2 separate regions of the Muntiacus reevesi genome follow, and region 2 is linked to region 1. Evidence: chromatin contacts called from public Hi-C data. All regions are on one chromosome and are shown on one strand. The core of a region is the stretch at or near the end of the contact, and the rest is flanking DNA. Distances in the headings are between cores, read along the strand shown.

What was found. Hi-C and Micro-C count contacts between places; a contact is called where the count stands out from the background.
Region 2: a contact with region 1 is called in a Hi-C map of blood, with 3 times the contacts expected there. The contact joins the promoter of NUDT17 here to the promoter of HJV in region 1. A contact is called at or near these places in 2 of 3 Hi-C or Micro-C datasets (blood and muscle).

Annotation. Positions count from the first base shown.
Region 1 is chr1:83,865,174-83,869,325 of mMunRee1.1, forward strand. HJV (hemojuvelin BMP co-receptor) reads left to right here and starts at 2,216. Exons shown (of 4, transcript XM_065905257.1): 1 at 2,216-2,395; 2 at 3,668-3,872. The coding sequence starts at 3,776. All of the region lies in intron 3 of LOC136146412 (a long non-coding RNA gene), which reads right to left.
Region 2 is chr1:84,009,108-84,013,259 of mMunRee1.1, forward strand. It overlaps NUDT17 (nudix hydrolase 17), which reads right to left and starts at 2,130. Exons shown (of 8, transcript XM_065905472.1): 1 at 1,734-2,130; 2 at 1,387-1,534; 3 at 1,132-1,157; 4 at 888-980; 5 at 536-634; 6 at 186-322. The coding sequence starts at 1,925. POLR3C (RNA polymerase III subunit C) reads right to left here. Exons shown (of 15, transcript XM_065905584.1): 15 at 3,027-4,148. The coding sequence ends at 4,067.

The DNA.
Region 1 (4,152 bases), core at 966-3,465:
CAACAGTTAGAACCTTCCATGAAACAACTGGCTGGTTCAAAATTGGTAAAGGAGTACAACAAAGTTGTATACTGTCACCCTGCATATTTAACTTCTATGCATAGTACATCATGCGAAATGTTGGGTTGGATGAATCACAAGCTGGAATCAAGATTGCCAGGAGAAATATCAACAACCTTACATACGGAGATGATACCACTGGCAGAAAGCAAAGAGGAACTAAAGAGTCTCTTAATGAGAGTGAAAGAGGAGAGTGAAAAAGCTGGCTTAAAACTCAGCATCCAAAAAACTAAGATCATGGCATCCAGTCCCATCACTTCATAGCAAGTAGAAGAGGAAAAAATGGAAGCAGTGACAGATTTCATTTTCTTGGGCTCTAAAAATCACTGTGGACGGTAACCACAGTCATGAAATTAAAAGACGCTTGCTCCCTGGAAGGAAAGATATGACAAACCTAGACAGCATATTAAAAAGCAAAGACATCACTTTGCCAACAAAAGTCTCTATAGTCAAAGCTATGGTTTTTCCAGTATTCACGTACAGATGTGAGAATTGGACCATAAAGAAGGCTGAGCAGTGAAGAACTGATACTTTTGAATTGTGGTGCTGGAGAAGGCTCTTCCCCTAGACTGCAAGGAAATCAAACCAGTCCATCCTAAAGGAAATCAATCCTGAATATTCATCAGAAGGTCTGATACTGAAGCTGAAGCTCCAATACTTTGGCCACCTGATGTGAAGAGCTGACTCATTGGAAAAGACCTTGACGCTGGGAAAGATTGAAGGCAAAAGGAGAAGTGGGCAACAGAGGAAGAGATGGTTAGACAGCAATACCGACTCAATGGACATGAATTTGAGCAAACTCCAGGAGATACTGAAGGACAGGGAAGCCCGGCATTCTGCAGTCCGTGGGATCACAAAGAGTCAGACACAACTTAGCGACTGAACACCACCACCACCTAGAATACTTTCAGAATAACAATACCAATTCTACCACCAATAATATGACTACTTAAAATATCTTTGCACTTCTTTTTGTCCTTAAAAGTATATACCACTTGGGATGTCACAGTCAAATTATTGATTTTAAATCACTTGGATTGTTTGGGTGGGGTCATTTTACATTTCTGTAATAAAACCCTTGTGATATGGCTTAATGTGGTGAAGAGAAAAAAAATTTCAGATCTGGATGTATAAAAAAGAGAAGAATACTCTGTGGACTTCTGGATTCTGAACTAAGTGTAGAGCAAATTAGTGCACATGCCTTAGTGACACTATTTGAAATCAGTCCTTGTGTTAATTTCACTTGGCAAGTACTAAGAAATGATGATACCTGATGCCTATGGCTGCAAAAATACAACGTGGCTAAATTCCTTGGTTGCAGTCTCTTAAAAGGTCACAAGATTATGTTACTCCACAAAAGTATCTTTCTGAATCTCTTTTTCTCTCACTTTATCTAAGTTCCTCTCCCCTTCAAAAAATTGTATCCCCATTCTTTCTTTCCCTCATTGACTTTGCTGGCCTCCTCCCTCAGCAACTCAGAAGCTTATGTGTTTGTGTGTATACCTGCAAAGAGGAGCTGCTATATAAATAAGGTAATGAAGATGAAGGCGGTTGGGGAATAGACAGCTGCAAGGATCTGAGCTGGTAGACTGAAACAAACACTCATCCTAAACAACTCAGAGCTCAGATTTCTTCTCTAGACAGCTGGCTTTTTAAGTCCTTCTGAAATACTCTACAAAGATGGGGGAGGGGCTGTGAACTACCTCTGCTATGGACCTTATTTAAAGTCAGCTACCTCCTAGATATGTTCTGTAGAAACTAAATGCAATATTCAATATGGCAGGGATGAGGGTGGTGAGCTAAAGGTATACAGTTGTCCATTCTAATTTTTAAAGGCCTGAGGGCTTTTAAATTATTGACAGTGCTGGAGGGCTGCTTGGAGTAGGCAGGGACTAGAATCATATAAGCTCAAACTGGATATCTGATTTACTGGTCATATTTCTATCCTTGTTGTGCCACTTGGCACCCTATACTCCATATTCTTTCTAATCCTCCTACCCTCTCCACCCTCCCCACTCCCTTGCCAATACTCCAACGCGCTACCCCCATCAACACTCCTGGAATTTTGGACTTAGCTATTTTTAAAACAGTCAACTCAGTAGCCACCTCCCTCCCCCGCTCAGCTGTCCAGTACTCCGGCCAGCCATCTAGTCCCCCTTCCCCCCACACCAGACCTTCTCTGGTTCCCTGACCTCAGTGAGACTGCAGCCGGTCTGGGGACCTAGGGGAGACATGGAGAAAGAGACGGGGGATCCCCTGGCTGGAGCTGACTGATACAGTAGACAGTCATGGCTGGAGAATTGGATATCAGACTAATGTTTGACCTCTGGAAACAGTAAGTCAAAATTAAATTGCAATTCCTTTAAAAAGCTTCTAAATTAAAGTTAGAATCTCATAAAATTATGACATCAACTTGGATGTCTCTGGTGCAAATCTAGGATCTCTTCCATACCAAGGTGCCCCAGTCGCCATTTCTCCTTCTGTCTTAAGTTTTCTGGCCTCTGGTCACTAGAAGTTTAAACCTCCATCTCTCTTCTGGGAGTCTTAGCTCTCTCCTCCTGTTACCTCAAGACTTCTGATGAAGTCTCCTTCTTTAGTAGAAGTTTCCTACAGCTCCTATTCTGTGGTTTTCTCACCAAGGCCAAATTTAGCTTCAGATGATTAGTCACTGATACCCTCTATCTTGTTCCTACTTTTCAGTGCCCTTCACATTGGGCTTCCAAGGGTGGGGATTACTCCTTGTTGTAAATGATTTCTCCCTACATCTCTAGTCCCATCATCCTATTCTCCCTCCTGCATGACTCTCCCTCAGTCATATCCCTAACTCCAGAGAGAGTAGTTTGGCAAGAAGGAGTTAGCCCCTCCCCAAGCCTTGTCCTCATCAAAAGACTGACTTCTAAACTTGCAAAGTTAAGATCGATGGAAAGGTAAGATCAATGGAAAGAGTGGTTCTTCAGTCAGATTTGAAGAAATGTTGACTCATGAAGAAGAAATGTTGACTCATAACAAATATTGATTTGCATGCTTGGTTTGCATCCATTGTTCCATGAGACAGAGGGATAATTTTAGCTCTCTACAGTAGATGAAAGAGACTGGTTCCCTTTTCATTTGAATACTGATTCCAGAGATGGGATGTGTATCCCACCCTTACTCCTCCTTACTGAAAATTCTGACACAAAGGAGGAAAATCAATGAATGACCTCTGGAGGGTGTCCCCTCCTGATTAGGAAGAGCAAATAAGAGGTAGTCTCTGATATATTTTCAGATCCTAATTCTGTTGGGGAGCCCACTGGTATGACTGAGATCTGATCTATCCACATGATTCCTCTTTTTGACATTTCTGCTGTTTGGTAGCTCAGTATGGGGCAATACAGTGGACTCTGCCCCCCGAGTCCACTCAACTTTTCTTCCACCCCCACCTAGGGGTATTGCATAAGGGGCCTGAAAGTGGTCACAAAAGCAGGGCACAGAGGCTTAACAGCTTCATGTTTAGTTCAGGGAGTCTCATTTCCCCTAAACTCCAGTTAGCTCATTCTTTTCTTGATCTTCCCAGATTCTCTTCACATCATTCTGAACAATCTTCAACTCTTCTCTTCCCCATGCCCAGCCACATTTCTTTTTTCAGTCCCTTACAGGACGTCCGGTCAAAATTCACTAGGTAGGAGGGTCATCAGCTGGAAAGAACCGGAACCTGGGGGGACCTGGCTGGATAGGTATGGGGGACCCAGGCCAGTCCCCTAGTCCCTGGTCCCCCCATGGCAGTCCCCCAACTCTAAGCATTCTCACTCTCCTGCTGCTCCTCTGTGGACATGGTAAGGAAGGGTTAGGTAAGGCTTTGGGGGGTCTAGGGGGTAGGCTGCAATGTAGGGGTGGGCATGTGAGCTTGGGTGAATGAGATGAGATGGGTGCTGAGGGGTCCCAGTCACTTGCCCCACTCTCAGATAGGTATATTTTATTCACCATTCAACTTGGGGAAGGGCACTGGGAAAGCCCTTGATCCACAGGCAGAAGAGATCTAGCAGGGCTTACCCATCTTTAGCAAGACTGAATGAGGACAAGACTAGGAAGCTGGGGGCTGGCGGCTGGGGATTA
Region 2 (4,152 bases), core at 880-3,379, 140 kb after region 1:
AATTAGACAGGAACCCTTGGGAGTATCATAGGCAGTGTCTTTGATCTATGTGCTTTCTTCATTATCAGTTGACCAACTCCCTCCCTAAATCTCCCCCACAACACATATCTTCCCCTGAGGAGGAGACAGAAGGTGAACTTCTCAATGTCTATGTGTTGGAGGGATAGGGAGAAGTTCCTACTTACGGGACAGAAGATGGTAGGTCCTGGGGAAGATGTTTGGTGGTCTCTGTCCCATCCTCTGTGGCAGCCACTGCAGCTGCTATGTCTGGTCCCAGCCACATGAAGGCACTCACCTCTCCTGCATTTGGTTGAATCCGGTCCTGGGGCCAGACATTTTGATCCTTTAGTCATGGCCTCTCTCGGAAGACCTGTTCTTGATCACAGCCTACCCACAGGTGGAAGGGAGAGACTTGGAGCAGGGACAGGGGAGAGGCTATCGTATTTCATGGTTATCTCTGACTTTCCCCCCACCTTAGTCATTGTTGGAACCAGTCTGGGCCTCCTCAGCCCCGTTTCCTTTTTGCCAGCCCTACCTGGAGCTGCTGCTGTGACTCCTGGGAGATGACAAGTAGGTAGAGAACGATGTGATGGTATTTGGGGAGACCCCAGCTCAGCTTAGGGGGGTAGGCAGACTAAGAAGAAAAATAAAAAAGAGAACTTTCTGTCCCTTTTTGAGACTGAAAATGCAGCTGAGGAAGTGGAGAGTAGAAATGGTATAGGAGGGACATGGGTAAGAGTCATGGGATTGGGGACTCCAAACCACCCACACTCCATCAGTTCCCCTGTGGTCAAGGCAAGTAGGGCTGTTCTGTGGGCTTTGGTGGGTTAGTAGTTATTATGTGCTCTTGGTTAGATAGGAAGGAACCTCTCCCAGGCCCGTCTCACCTCCCATAACCCCAGAGGGACCCAGGAGAACTGGCCCTGGGGCAGCTGGAGTCCACTTTCCTCCCAAAGCTCTCGAAGCCCCCCATCCAGCAGCTGGAGGGTGAGAGGATAGGAGGTCAGAGAGGCCAGTGCCTGGCTCCTACAAGTCCGGTGTTTGCCCTTCCCCCAGCCCACACTCCAGCCTGGTCCCAGACAGGGTCTCTCCTTCAGCAGAGGGTGCAGGTTGGCTGGGTTGATTGGTTACCTCTTCATCAGGTTCCACATGCCCACCTGCAACAACAGTGGGACCAGTAGGTGAAAGGTAGTGTTCCTGTCCAGGGACCCCCCACTCACTACGCTTGCCCCCTCCTCCAGAGGACACAGGTGCAGTTGTAGCCCCTTGTGGTTCGGGGACCTGCCACACTTCTGGGCCTACTTCTGTCATTCTGACACTGGGAAGAGCACTGTGGGGGTAGAGGCAGACTTCTTTCCTGGACATTGGCCTTCTCCGGTCACTCACCTGGCGGTACCCAGAGGTTGGGCGAAACTTTGAGGGTGCTTGTCCTTCGCGTCAACAAGACAGTCTGATCGCTGGACTGCAGAATGACCGCCACACCCAGATCCACACCTCGACCACTCGGGGGCAGCTCGACCCCCGGAGCCCTGGGCTGTTGGTCCAGGGCCGCAAAAGGGCAGAAAGGGGGTCGCTGGCGGGAGGGAGCCACTGGGGTTAACATCGCAGAAGAGACAAGGAACTGGAGGAGCCCGAGGCAGGTGACCGGCCCAGGCCTCTCGCCTCCAGCTCCCCCCGCTCCCGGTTCCTTCCTTCGGCCCTTCACCCGCCCCATCGCCTCCCCTCCGCCCCACCTGGAGCGGAAGCCTGGCCGACGCGCCTGGGAAAGGCTTGTCCGAGAGGACCAGTTGTCCGCGCTTCAGGCCGCAGTGCGTGGGCCACGGCCCGAGCCCCGACCCGGCGCCCAGGAGGCCGCACACACTCTGCGCGAAGCTCACCGACTCCGGGCGCCCAGAGAGGAATAGCAGCACCCGTGCCGCCGCCATCACGGGCTCCGGCGCGCTGGGCGCCCTCTGGTGGCCCAGCAGCGCTTCCCCTCCGAGCCTTCCTCTGGCTCGGAAGGAAGCCGGGCTTCCGGAACGGCCCAGGGGGAAATTTAGGGAAGAGCCTTGGGGATGATCCAGGAGTGTAATAAATAAATGACAAAGCGGAACGCCTCTAAATCCTCAGCTCCTTTTGTCCTCCCATCTTCTGTTTAGGAAAATGATCCCCAGACTGATTCCTGGACTCATGTGTCATTTCCTAGTCAAGGGTGGAACTATGTTAAGTATCTCTCCGGGGCACTCTGCACACCTGTGCTAGCAGGTAACACCTCGGATTAATTACATCTATCTCTTAGCCAGACACCCAGGAAACATTCTTGACACCTTCTCTTTCTTTTCACTCAAATGGCAGCCAAGTCCACCAGATTCTACCTCCTTAAATGTTCTCAAATCCGTGTCTTAATCTCCAGCCTCCAGTGCCCTAGTTCAAGTCTTCCTCATATTCTGCCTGAGATATTATTACAAGTCTGTAAGTAATCCATCCTAAAGGAAATCAGCCCTGAATGTTCTTTGGAAGGACTGATGCTGAAGCTGACACTCCAATACTTTGGCCACCTGATGCAAAGAACTGATTCATTTGAAAAGACCCTGATGCTGGGAAAAATTGAAGGCAGGAGAAGGGGACGACAGGGGATGAGACGGTTGGATGGCATCACCGACTCAGTGGACATGAGTTTGGGTAAACTCTGGGAGTTGGTGACGGCAGGGAGGCCTGGCATGCAGCAGTCCGTGGGGTCAGAGTCGGACATGACTGAGTGACTGAACTGAAATAGTCCTGCCCCCACCAATTCATTCTCTACAGTTCAGAGCGATCTTCCCAAAATACAAGTCTGCTCATTTTGCTTCTCAGCGCTCTCAAGATAAGCTAAGCTACTTACCACAGCATAGCAAGCGCCCACCAGTCCTTGCTCCTGCCTGTCAATTCTGGCAGGACTTATGCCGTTTTCTAGTCATATCCTATTTGTGGTTCCCCTAAGAAACACTCTACTTCCCTCTGGGGTCTTTCCCCCTTTCACCTGGTAAATCCCTATCTTTCAAAATACAGATTGTGTCACTTCTCTTTGCTTCCTTTCTTGCCTAACCCTTTCCCCCTTTACTTTTATACTACAGTCCCCCAACACATCCTTGAACTTATTTGTCTTCTTTCATTACGCTTGTGTGCTCGAGGCTATTCATCATTGCATCCTAGTACTGGGGACGTAACTTGTGCTGAAAAATGATGGTAAGTGTCTTGAAGGCAGAGATGGTATTGTATTAAGAGTTATCTTTGTATATTGTATCTACAGTTAATTGGCATTCCAATGTTTAATGAATTAGGACTAACACTGGTAGGAACAAACTGAAGTGATTATGAAACAACACCTAACTGCTTTAAATGAAATGAAGCTGCTGGGACAAATTATACCAACTAGAATAGTCATCTATCCACAGTACTGAGAGAGGGAAGTTACAATCGCCAGTTTTTAGGAATAATGGTGAAGAGAAAGGCAGTGATTTATTGAGTGCTTATCATATGCCAAGCACTGTGCTAAGTGTTTCACACACATAATTTCAGATGTGTTAGAAGCCCAGAGCTGGCAAATGTGACATTTATCCATAGATTCTAGTATGGCTGCTTGGGCCAATCCACCAGCTAGCCCTAAAAATAGCTTTTATCCCCCTCTCCGTGGTAGTCTTTCACATTCTCTACACTGTGTGTGTGTTTAATATTACAGTTTAACAAAATAAAGAGCAGGTGCAGCTTTTTGAAAATGGAATAAAAAGCTTAGGAAGAAGTTCTTCTCATTGTCAGAGATGTTCAAACACAGCTTTAGCTGTGTTCTCGGTGGGAACTGATGCATCTAACAGATGATTAATCTAGTTGATTTAAGGTTCTTTCTCCTGCCAAGATTTGATGAGGGTAGAATATAATGATGGTTCTAAAACAGGATTAGCAAACTTAAAAAAAAGACAGGTCACACTCTTTCTGGTGTACTCTGGGTGGTAGGGAGAGGGAATGTCAGTACAGAATCTGGATCCTCTCCTACTCCTTTATTCTTCCTTCCAATTCCCTCAGATCTTTGGAGGAAAACTTTTCTTCTGGGTCACTGTCTCTTCATGGTGCTCTCGATGTATGACTCCAGCAGGAAGATGGTTTCATCCACCTGGATCTCACAGGCATCCAACCTGA